Linked DNA regions of Mus musculus: region 2 is linked to region 1. Evidence: chromatin contacts called from public Hi-C data. All regions are on one chromosome and are shown on one strand. The core of a region is the stretch at or near the end of the contact, and the rest is flanking DNA. Distances in the headings are between cores, read along the strand shown. Region 1 has its middle 110 kb from the start of Gadd45g. Region 2 has its middle 43 kb from the start of 4921525O09Rik.

Region 1 (4,898 bases), core at 1,177-3,676:
GTCATGGCAGAGACTGAAACATAAGGCCTGTGACAAGAGGAAGGTCCCAGCTTCCTCTGCTTACAGCCCCCCAAAGGGAAGAAGAAGCAAACGATTGAAAACGATGTATAAGTGAGCCCTGGTGTTCTGAAGGATGGGGTCAGGGATGGGAAGTCAAAGGCACGCCATAGACAAGGAGAGAAAGGAAAGCCGGCTCTTCCTCTTGAGGTGGAAAGAGAGCCCCAGGCTGTGTGCCTGTCTTCGTGTCAACCTTGGGAGGATAGCAGAACCCATGCTGACCCCAAACCTCCAGGTTTTGATAGTCAAAGAGTAGCAAAGGCTCTGCTGGCCCAGGCCGGAAGATGAGATTGTAAGGCTGATAAAAGGCATCTGCAGAAGCCATATGGGAAATGTCAGAGCAGGAGACCAGGCAAGCGGGCTACGGAAATGGCTCAGTGGGTAAAGCAAGCTTAAGGACCTGAATTCAGATCCCCAGGACCTATGTGAAGCTAGACACAGCAGTACACATCTGTAATCCACAGGCTCATGTGATAAAATGGAGGGGAGCAAGATAACCCAGAAGCCCACAGGCCAGCTGGCTTGGTATACACAAAGACAAATAGGTGGTGCCTCAGAGAAGCTAGAAAGTAAAGACCAAAGCTTACAGGGTGTCTTCTCTCTCTCTCTCTCTCTCCCTCTCTCTCTCTCTCTCTCTCTCTCACACACACACACACACACACACACACACACAGGGGTGGCATGCACTCCCTGGTGCTCACACATAGGAACACACACAAATACATCATACACACACACACACACACACACACACACACACGATACACATGCAGCTTTTAGATTTACAAAAATAAGCCAGTCAGGGTTAATATCAGCCAGCATCCACACCAAGCCTGACCAGGACAGACTCAAACAACCAGAAGCCAGATCCCATCCCCAAAAGGCAATGCCCTGGGCAGAGCTCCTATTAGAGTTTCCTGATCCCTGTGGGGGAGTTTAGACGTGAAGAGTGGGCAACTTCCTGTCTTAAGAGGGACAAAGGACCACCTGTCCATCTTACACTGTGTCACACACACACACACACACACATACACACACACACACACACACACACACACACACACACACACGTCGTATGACTTTAAGCAAGGACCTAGATTATTCGGGGATGCACAGAAATCCCCGTTTATCTCCTCATCTTCACAGATACTCATATCTATCTATCTATTTTCCCCTCGGCTCTTTTCCCAGCGCAGACTGGGTTTCTGGAAAATCTCTTGACTGACAGATGCTTTCCCAACACCAGCACCGTGACTGGGAAACTGCTAGTTAACGCTAGCTAGCAGACTTTCATTTGAGTGGGAGCCCTGTGCAGAGATGTATGTGAAGGTGGCCTGCTTTGGTGACTTTAAATACTGAATGAGGGACAGTGCTAGCCTAACAGTTTTGAACTCTCTACCCCAGATGACAGTACATCCCCCACACATACATACTCCAGTTTTGTTTTGTTTTGTTTTTTAACCTTTATCTGTGTAACAGGGGAGGGTCACATATGTTTGTAAGTGTGGGCACCCATGTGGCCATCAGAGGACACCTCAACTATCACCCCTTGCCTTCCACCTTGTTTGAGACAAGGTCTCCTGTTTGCTGCTGTCTGCCTGCACCAGACCATCTGGCCTGCAAACTTCTGAAGATTCCCCGGTCTCCACCTCCCATCTTTCGGTAAAAGTGATGGGTTGGGGCTGAAGGCATGGCTCACTGGTTAACGGCCCTGGGGGCTCTTCTAGAAGAGCAGGGCTCAGTTTCTAGCACCCACCTAAGAGCTAATAACCATCCAGAACTCTGGTTCCAGGGGATCTGACGCCCTCTGGTCTCCCAAGAACACCAGGCCCACAGACATACACATAGACAAAACACACATAAAATAATACATATCTTTAGTTTTGTAAGAGTCCTGGGTTCACTGCATCTGGATTTGGGTGCATTCAGGGATTTGAGCTCAGGCGTGCCATATTGTAAGACAAGCCCACTGACTACCGAGCCATTAATCCAGCCTTTCTTTCTTTCTTTCTTTTTTTTAAAGACTCATCCAGTCTTTCAGTAAATGTGTTTAGCGTCCTAAATGTAGGTGAATTTGTTTACAAAAAGTGCTTGGAGAAAGAAAAGCAAATGGCTTAGGTCACAAAAACCCAGTGTTTCTTCACCATCCTGAAGACAAGATTCCAGGGTCAAGGTGTGGGCAAGGTAGATTCCTTTTGAGGCTGGAAGGAAGAGCCTACAAGCCTCTTGGGGTTTGCCCTAATTTTATTATCCTTAGCTTGGAGACGCCTTGTCCAATCCCTGCTTCTGTCTCCACACGGCATTCTCCCTGTCTGATGACTGTCCCCAAATTCCTCCTTTTTATGAGGTGACCAGCCATGCTAGCTTAGGGCCCCACCCATTCCAGTGGGGCCTCATCCTAACGACTCATCTGGAGGTGCTGGCAGGCACATCTGTACTGGGAGCACAAGAGCCACAATGTCCTTCAACATGACTGTAGGACATTCCTCGTTTTCAGTGATGCAGTGACTAGCACTGGTCTAACTTGCAGTTCCTCTCTGCAGGCAGTTAGCCTTCATTTTGTTTCCTGTTTTTTGTTTTTGGGTTTTTTTGCCGGGGGGTGGGGGGTTGTTTGTTTGTTTGTTTTGAGACAGGGTTTCTCTGTGCAGCCCTGGCTGTCCTGGAACTCACTTTGTAGACCAGGCTGGCCTCGAACTCAGAAATCCGCCTGCCTCTGCCTCCCAAATGCTGGGATCAAAGGCGTGCGCCACCACCACCTAGCTCCTGTTCTGTTTTTAAACAGAGTCTCCTGTAACCTAGGCTGGCCCGGAGTTCACTACCTGGTCAACGATGACCTTGAACAGCTGATCCTCCCGGTCCTTTTCCCCAGTGACAACTGTCCTGCCCTCTCTCCAGCCTGCATCTGCCTTTGTAGCGTTATGTGCAAAACTCTTTTCTTTCAGTCTTCTAAGAAACAACCGAAGACTGCGGAGATCGGCTCCTGCCCTGAGGCTGTGTCCCCTGTGGGCTATGAGTCTACTTCACCTCATTCTCGAAGTCTGGGTTTTGCTTTTGTTTTCCTCTGAGGGGGGAAAAATCAATTCTGTCTGTATTTCCGAATGTATGGGTAGGAAATTGATGGATCTCCTCACTGAAAGCCTGCCATCTCTAACACCTGGCCTCTCCCTCCCTCCCTCTGCCAAGTTCTCAGTAGGTGTGAGGGGCACCTTACGTGGGAAGGGAACTCTTAGGCCTAGACTTCATAGTCCCCGGCTGAGGGGTGTTGTGGATAGCCCTGGGGCTAATTATATTTGATGTTAATTCCATTCTCCTGTGAGGAGCTGATAACAAGGAGTGAGTCAGCACTCAGGTGATTTCCTATAAACCTTCTTCCCACCTTAATGTATAAAATAAAGGCTAGAGCCGGTGATTGGGCAGAGAAAGAGGGGAAGGTGGAGCTGAAGGTTTTGGGAGAAAAGGAGAGAGAGGGAGAGGATGACGATGGGGGTGGGGAAGAGAAAAGCGGGGCAGAAGCACCTGGCCTGGAGAAACCACAAGTTCTAAGGGGTCTCTTATACGGGAAAGATGGTCGTGTAGCGGTAGATCTGCCCAATCTAGGTGCACAGCTTGTATTCATATTAATTGAGTCGTGTTTTCACTGCCTGGGCTTACCAACAGATGGGTTCATCCTCTAGTTTGCCTCCCTCCTTCTCTTTGCCTTTGGTTGCTTTTTGCCTTCTCTCTGGGTTGAGGGGTGAAGCACTTGGCTTATATCTTCTCAGTCCTAGGTGTTTTTCCCAATAATAGTTTTTTAAGTTAACCCTTCCTTTACCATATACAGACAAAAGTCTCCCAAGAGTCGCTCCAGGCTCTGTGGTTGACGCAAAACAGCAGTTCTGCCCTTCAGCACTCCTCCAAACACATCGACTTTGACTCCTATTCCCTCCGTTGTCAAAAAGTCAGTTTGGATCCTGTATATGCCAAACCTTTTCAGGGGTGTCTAAGCCAGAACTGCAGCCCCTCTGGGCTTCCAGCTTCTATGCAATCAGTCTAAATGGAAACCAGGTCTTAAAGAAAAGGTATCAGGGACCCAAAAGAAAGGGCTCTCACTATCCACCAGGGTGGTCTGGTCTGCTGGAACTTTGGATACCCAAGCCAAAGACCTAGCCAGGGTCAATTTGGAGCCCAAAACCTGGACAGCAACTTGTAGCCACTCCGGTAGAAAAGACACTGGGTTGGCACAGAGCAGACCAAGAGCAGAAAGATGGTCACTGGAGGAGTAGTAGCTCACATACACGGACTTCATCTCATCCAGATGGCTGAGTGCAGCCATCAGTGGCCTCCGACACTCCTGCATTCCCCTCTGACCCAGACAGTATCAACACTGTCTCCAGGTGGTTTAGAGCTGGTTGGAGCCAGCGCCCATTCCCAGGCCACTGTCAAAACTCTGCTATTCAAAGTGTGCTGCAAACACACAATTCCAGGCTTCTTAAGAGCTAAAAGGACACTTTGTATCATAGGTGGTGCAATCAACCCCAGTCTCTCCCTACCCGCCTTGGCATCCTCCAACCTCCTAAGACACAGCATTTATGGATCGTTCCCCACCAGTTCACTGTTACCATGTTGGCCACTGCGGTCAGCTTGTCTCTTGAGTCTCCTCTGGAAAGGGTTCCTGGGTGGCTATCATGTCTAATTCCCAGATCGCAGGACAAGTCTGAAAGCCGCTCGGGTCATGACCTCTGGGGCCCATCCCCTCACCTTCCCCAGTCCATCCCGCCCAGCCCATCTGTCTTACAAGCCCCATCAGCCCATCAAATTTTACGACCTCTTCTTCCCTCCCCAGGCTAGGCAGCCAGCCAGAC
Region 2 (4,898 bases), core at 1,135-3,634, 180 kb before region 1:
GAGCAGCCACTACTTGAGAGGAGGTACTCTTCTCCAATGGTCACAGCAGTGGTTTGATCCACAGAGTGTTGGGGTGATGTTTTAAAGAGGAAAACTCCAGAAGAAAAGCACAGAGATTGATATTTATGCTGAATAAAGTTAACTGAGCCATGAATGACATGTCCCAAATCACTTCAGGATGCTGGCACAGGCAAAGCTTTTCTTAGAGAACTCCAGGGGGCTGGAGAGATGCTCTGTGATGGAGAGCACTTGCTGTTCCCTCAGAGGACCCAGCTTCAGTTCCCAGCACCATGATAGACAGCTCACAACTGCCTGTAATTCCAGCTATGGGAGACCTGGTGCCTTCTTCTGGTCTCTGTAGGTGCCTGCACTCATGTACACATTACATAAACACGCATACACCAAATAACATAAATCTTTAAATAATAAAAGGACTCTAATAGCTCCAGAAATAATCCTAAGAACTGACAAATAAAATTGTATGAAAATAAAAACCTCTACACACAAAAGAATTAATCATCAGAGTGAAGGAGCAGCTACAGAATGGTGGAGGATACGTGTCAACTACACATCAGTAGAGGAGTGTGTATGTCTGTGTGTATGTGTGTTATATGTCTGTCTGTCTCTCTGTATGTTTGTGTGTGTATGTGTGAATATGTGTATGTGTGAGTGTGTGTGTATGTATCTATGTGCCTGTGTGTGTCACTCTGTGTGTGCCTTTGTGTATATGTGAGTGTGAATGTGTATTTCTCTGTCTGTCTGTCTGTCTGTCTGAGTGTATGTGTGTGTCTCCGGGTGTCTCTGTGTCTGTGTATGTATGTATGAGTATGTGTGTTATGTGTCTGTCTGTCTCTCTGTATGTTTGTGTGTGTAAATACGTGGGTATCTGTATGTGTCTGTGTGTGTGTGTATGTGGGAGTATGCTTGTATTTATTTGTCTGTATGTGTGTCTGAGTGTCTGTCTGTGTGTGTGTGTGTTTGTGTGAGTGTGTATGAATGCATATGTGTATGCATCTTTCTGTTTATATATGTGTGTATGTGTGTGTATGAGAGAGATCTAGATTATATACAGAATTTCTTTTAAAAATTGAACACTCTCCACTTTACAGTCATTGCCAATATGAAAAATAAAATTACATTGAGACTGCACGTCACCCACTTAGAGTGGTTGTCACCAAGAACAAATGACACTCGATGCTGGTGAGGCTATTGAGAGAGAGGAACCCTTATCCACAGCTAGGAGAATATAGACTAATGCAATCATGATGGACACTCATGTGGAGGCACCTCAGAAAGTTAACAGTATCCTCTGACATCACCAGGCTGGACCACTCCTGGGAATAGACTCCTCACAGGACTGCATCTCCTGCTACAGGCATGCCTCCACGCTCAGCTTGATTGCTGATCAATTCACAATAGCCAGGAAATGGAGCCAGCCTAGATGCCCGTCAACTGATTACGGATTGATGACTAATAAGCAGAGAGGATGTTCTCACAGTCCTCAAGGTTGATTGTCTCATCCAAAATTGTCCTTGACCTTCCCTGTCACACAGGTGCTCGAAGAAATGATGTCATTTATGTAAATCTACATCTAGACTCGTGCTGGTAAGTCCAGAGTGCGTCTTTTCACTTGTGTGTATCCTTACTGCTTTTGTTCTCTCTCTCTCTCTCTCTGTGTGTGTGTGTGTGTGTGTGTGTATATGTGTGTGCCTGTGCCTGTCTCTCTGACTCTGTCTCTCTGCCTTTCACACACACACACACACACACACACACACACACACACGCACACACACGCACACACACGCACAGCTTTTGTATATTGTGCATATGTGTTTGTGTGTGTGCCTGTGCATGCAGAGGCCAGAAGACCACCTCAGGTGTCAGTCCTCAGTACTCGGCCATCTTGTGTCTTGAGACAGTGTCTCTCACTGGGAACTGAGGACCCCCTTTTGACCTAGGCCATTGTCCAGGGAGCTGCTGGAATCTACACGGCTGTACCTCCCCAGCAGAAATGCACCTACACAGCCTTTAGGTGTGTGCTGGGGATCCAGTCCAGGTCTTCACAGCTGCATGGAAGGCAGCTTGCCTGCTCGACTAGGCTGTCTTCCCAGCCTCCATTCTCATATTTAACACATCTACCTAGCTCTTCACCTTACTCACGGCTCATTTGGTTTTTAAACTTAAAAATAAACGTAGGGCTGAAGAGATCAGCGTTTAAACGTGCTTGTTTCTCTCATCGAAACGGAACTCAAAAACTCAACTCTGTGACTTCAAAGCATGATCAAGCTTTTTTTTTTTTTTAAAAAAGAAGTCATATCTTAACTAGTCTCTTCAGGTGCTCACTACACGCACAAGAGGAACTCTGCGTTCTTAATCTTTCTCAAAACCCTGAGCATCTGTCTCCAGGGTGTGTCGAGCCCGAGGCATCAGAAGATGGAAGATGAGTGAGTTTTGGTTTCGGGGCAGAAAACAGATGCAGACAGATACCTGCTGGGAATGTCCCCAGGGATTAGGGGCGTCCGAGCTTGTATTGTCAGGAAATCCTAGGCAGTGAGGGAGGGTGATTCAGAAGCAGAGAAAGCCACTGGGGGGCGGTGCCTTTGATTTCTGGGAGATATTCTGGAAAGTGTCAGCTGTCTCTGCTTTGGGGAGTGGCAGACTACCTCAAAAGGATCAGCTGCTGCGGTGGATGGGTGTCAGGAGAGAACATGATTGGTTGATGGAAGGGGGTACTCTTCAGAAGTATAGCTGTAAAATGACAGAAAAAAATGAAGTCACTGAGAGAGCCCATGCTGAGCACAAGCTGGTTTCAGTGGGTGATGGTAGAGGATTTGTTTTACAGCTTCAAGTGAAACAGGGAAACTTACCTCTCATTAAGGTATTTTCTTTCTCTCCTCTGAGACAGGGTCTCTTGCTATGTAGCCTTGGATAATCTTGAACCTGTAACCCTGCCTCAGGCCTCCCATTGCTGGGATGACTGGTGTGCACCAGGGTGCTGTAAGCTATTCAAATATCTTCACCTCCCTCACTATAAAGATTGTGGTCTTGGGGCCAGTGCCTTCTCTCGTGTTTACTTCACTCATTAGATTTGTCTTATGAAAATGCCGGGGCAGAATGTCATCTGTGTACTCTTCCTGGGACCTGCCTGAGTACCCATCCAAGTCTGGTTTGATGACTCAGTAAGTTTAATTGGGATTGCTTACAAGAACACGGGGGAGGGGTTACTTCCAGAACCTTGGAGAGCTTACAAGTGGCTATACCACTGAAGAAAAGATTTCTCCTAGTGGTGATTATATTTTCTGATATTCACAGAGAGGAGTGGGGCCTCGTGAACCCCTCTGCGCTGGTAAAACACTGATGGGCCCAGCTCAATTCAAAGGCAGACCATGTCTTGCTCAGAGGACAGTATTCCACAGCATTCTTGTTCACATGGAGTAACTTTTATTGCTCTGGGCACCAGACCAGAAAGGTCTGATCCTTTCAGAGTACTGCCTACTGGAGAAGTGTGGCCCATCAAACAAAACCACTTAATCGTGTTGAGTGATGCTTTGTAGTGAAAGGCTACCTGAGGGCCCAAGCTGAGTGAGATCTTACAGAAGGCCATAATGAGGGAGGACCCGGACTTGACAGTGGTGGGAGTCCTGAGAGGGGGTGAAGAGAACACTGGATGTGTTACCAGGCTCAGGGAGCACAGATGTGCCCCAATAAGCCATATTTGGCCCATCTCCCTTAATAAGCCAATTAAAGGAGCTAAATTAATATAGAAAAGTAGATAGAGGAGATGTATTCAGTGTGGCAACACCAGGAAGAGGGGGAAAGAGATTCAAGTCCCACAAGTCAGTCTTTGATGTCCTGAAACAGGAGAAAGGTAGAAACAGGCAGAAAAAGATGTGGATCAGTGAACAGACCCAGTAGGGTGATCTCCTGCCCACTGTTGTCTGAGTTCTAAGTCTCTCCAGAAAGTCATCCCGTATGGTGGAAACAAGGTCCTCTTCTTGCTGAGCTCAGGACTTCAGCCATTTCTCTTTCCAGCAGGGGGCTCCTGGAGAAATACCAACCTGGGGGTGAGGAGGTGGGGCATCCATCTTTTCAGTAGTCTGATAGCCAAAGAGGGAGCCCAGGTGTCTGGTTATATTTCTGCAGTTTCCATCTCTTCCTCCTTCTGTTTTCATCAACAGTGGATGAAGTAATGGTGCAAATCATGGAAGCTGTAAAAGAACATCTAATACAGAGTCCCCGTGCCGAGCAGATTCTGAGGGTCTGGTGGAGCTGGCCACTGCTTACACCTGCAGGCATAAGGAGCCACAAAAAGGGCTCTGGAGTGAGAGTGCATTCTGCCACTATGGGTACATGTAGTATGAGATGAACTAAGCTCCGTGGAATCTGCACACGTTTGTGTAAGCTATACCCTCCAAACGCAAGGCTGCTGAGAACATCAAACACTAATGAGAACAAAAGGGGGAGCATCGTCTTCAGCTCTTACTTCCCTTCTGCCTCCATGTATCTCATCTCCCACCCACTGGTTTACTCCCAACATCTGCGTCAAGTGCAACCCTGTTTGCCGGATCTAGCTGCACGGCCAGACTCATTCCCCTTTATTTCATGCTGGGACCTCTTCAGGAATCACCTTCACAGCCTTCCTGCTTCTCTCCTGTCCTTCAAACTGTCCGTTCCTAGTGCCTCCGTCAAAATACTTTTAGACATAATGACTGTCTTGCCACACCCTGATTTAAAGCCTCCCAAAGTTGCCTTCTCAACTCCCAAGTCATTCCCCCCTCCTTCCAGATCCTGATGCTCAGGCCACATTGGCTTCCTCTTCTATTCCAGGGGACTGTCTCTAATGAGAAGCCCCTCCCCATTCTAAACACATTCACATATCTGTCTCCCGCCTTAGCAAA

The links. Hi-C and Micro-C count contacts between places; a contact is called where the count stands out from the background.
Region 2: a contact with region 1 is called in a Hi-C map of the N1E-115 cell line, with 8 times the contacts expected there. The contact joins two enhancer-like sites. A contact is called at or near these places in 2 of 484 Hi-C or Micro-C datasets (the N1E-115 cell line and nephron progenitors) and 1 of 115 datasets of contacts at active chromatin or transcription factors (large pre-B cells).

What each region holds. Positions count from the first base shown.
Region 1 is chr13:51,953,684-51,958,581 of GRCm38.p6, reverse strand. No RefSeq gene overlaps it. Among named protein-coding and RNA genes, the nearest start is that of Gadd45g, 110 kb to the right of the region's middle. Within about 2 kb of position 2,426, at least 13 of the 459 cell types and tissues checked have an H3K27ac peak or open chromatin away from gene starts, as enhancers often do. A contact at or near this core is called in the N1E-115 cell line, where this site is marked.
Region 2 is chr13:52,137,032-52,141,929 of GRCm38.p6, reverse strand. No RefSeq gene overlaps it. Among named protein-coding and RNA genes, the nearest start is that of 4921525O09Rik, 43 kb to the right of the region's middle. Within about 2 kb of position 2,384, at least 28 of the 459 cell types and tissues checked have an H3K27ac peak or open chromatin away from gene starts, as enhancers often do. A contact at or near this core is called in the N1E-115 cell line, where this site is marked.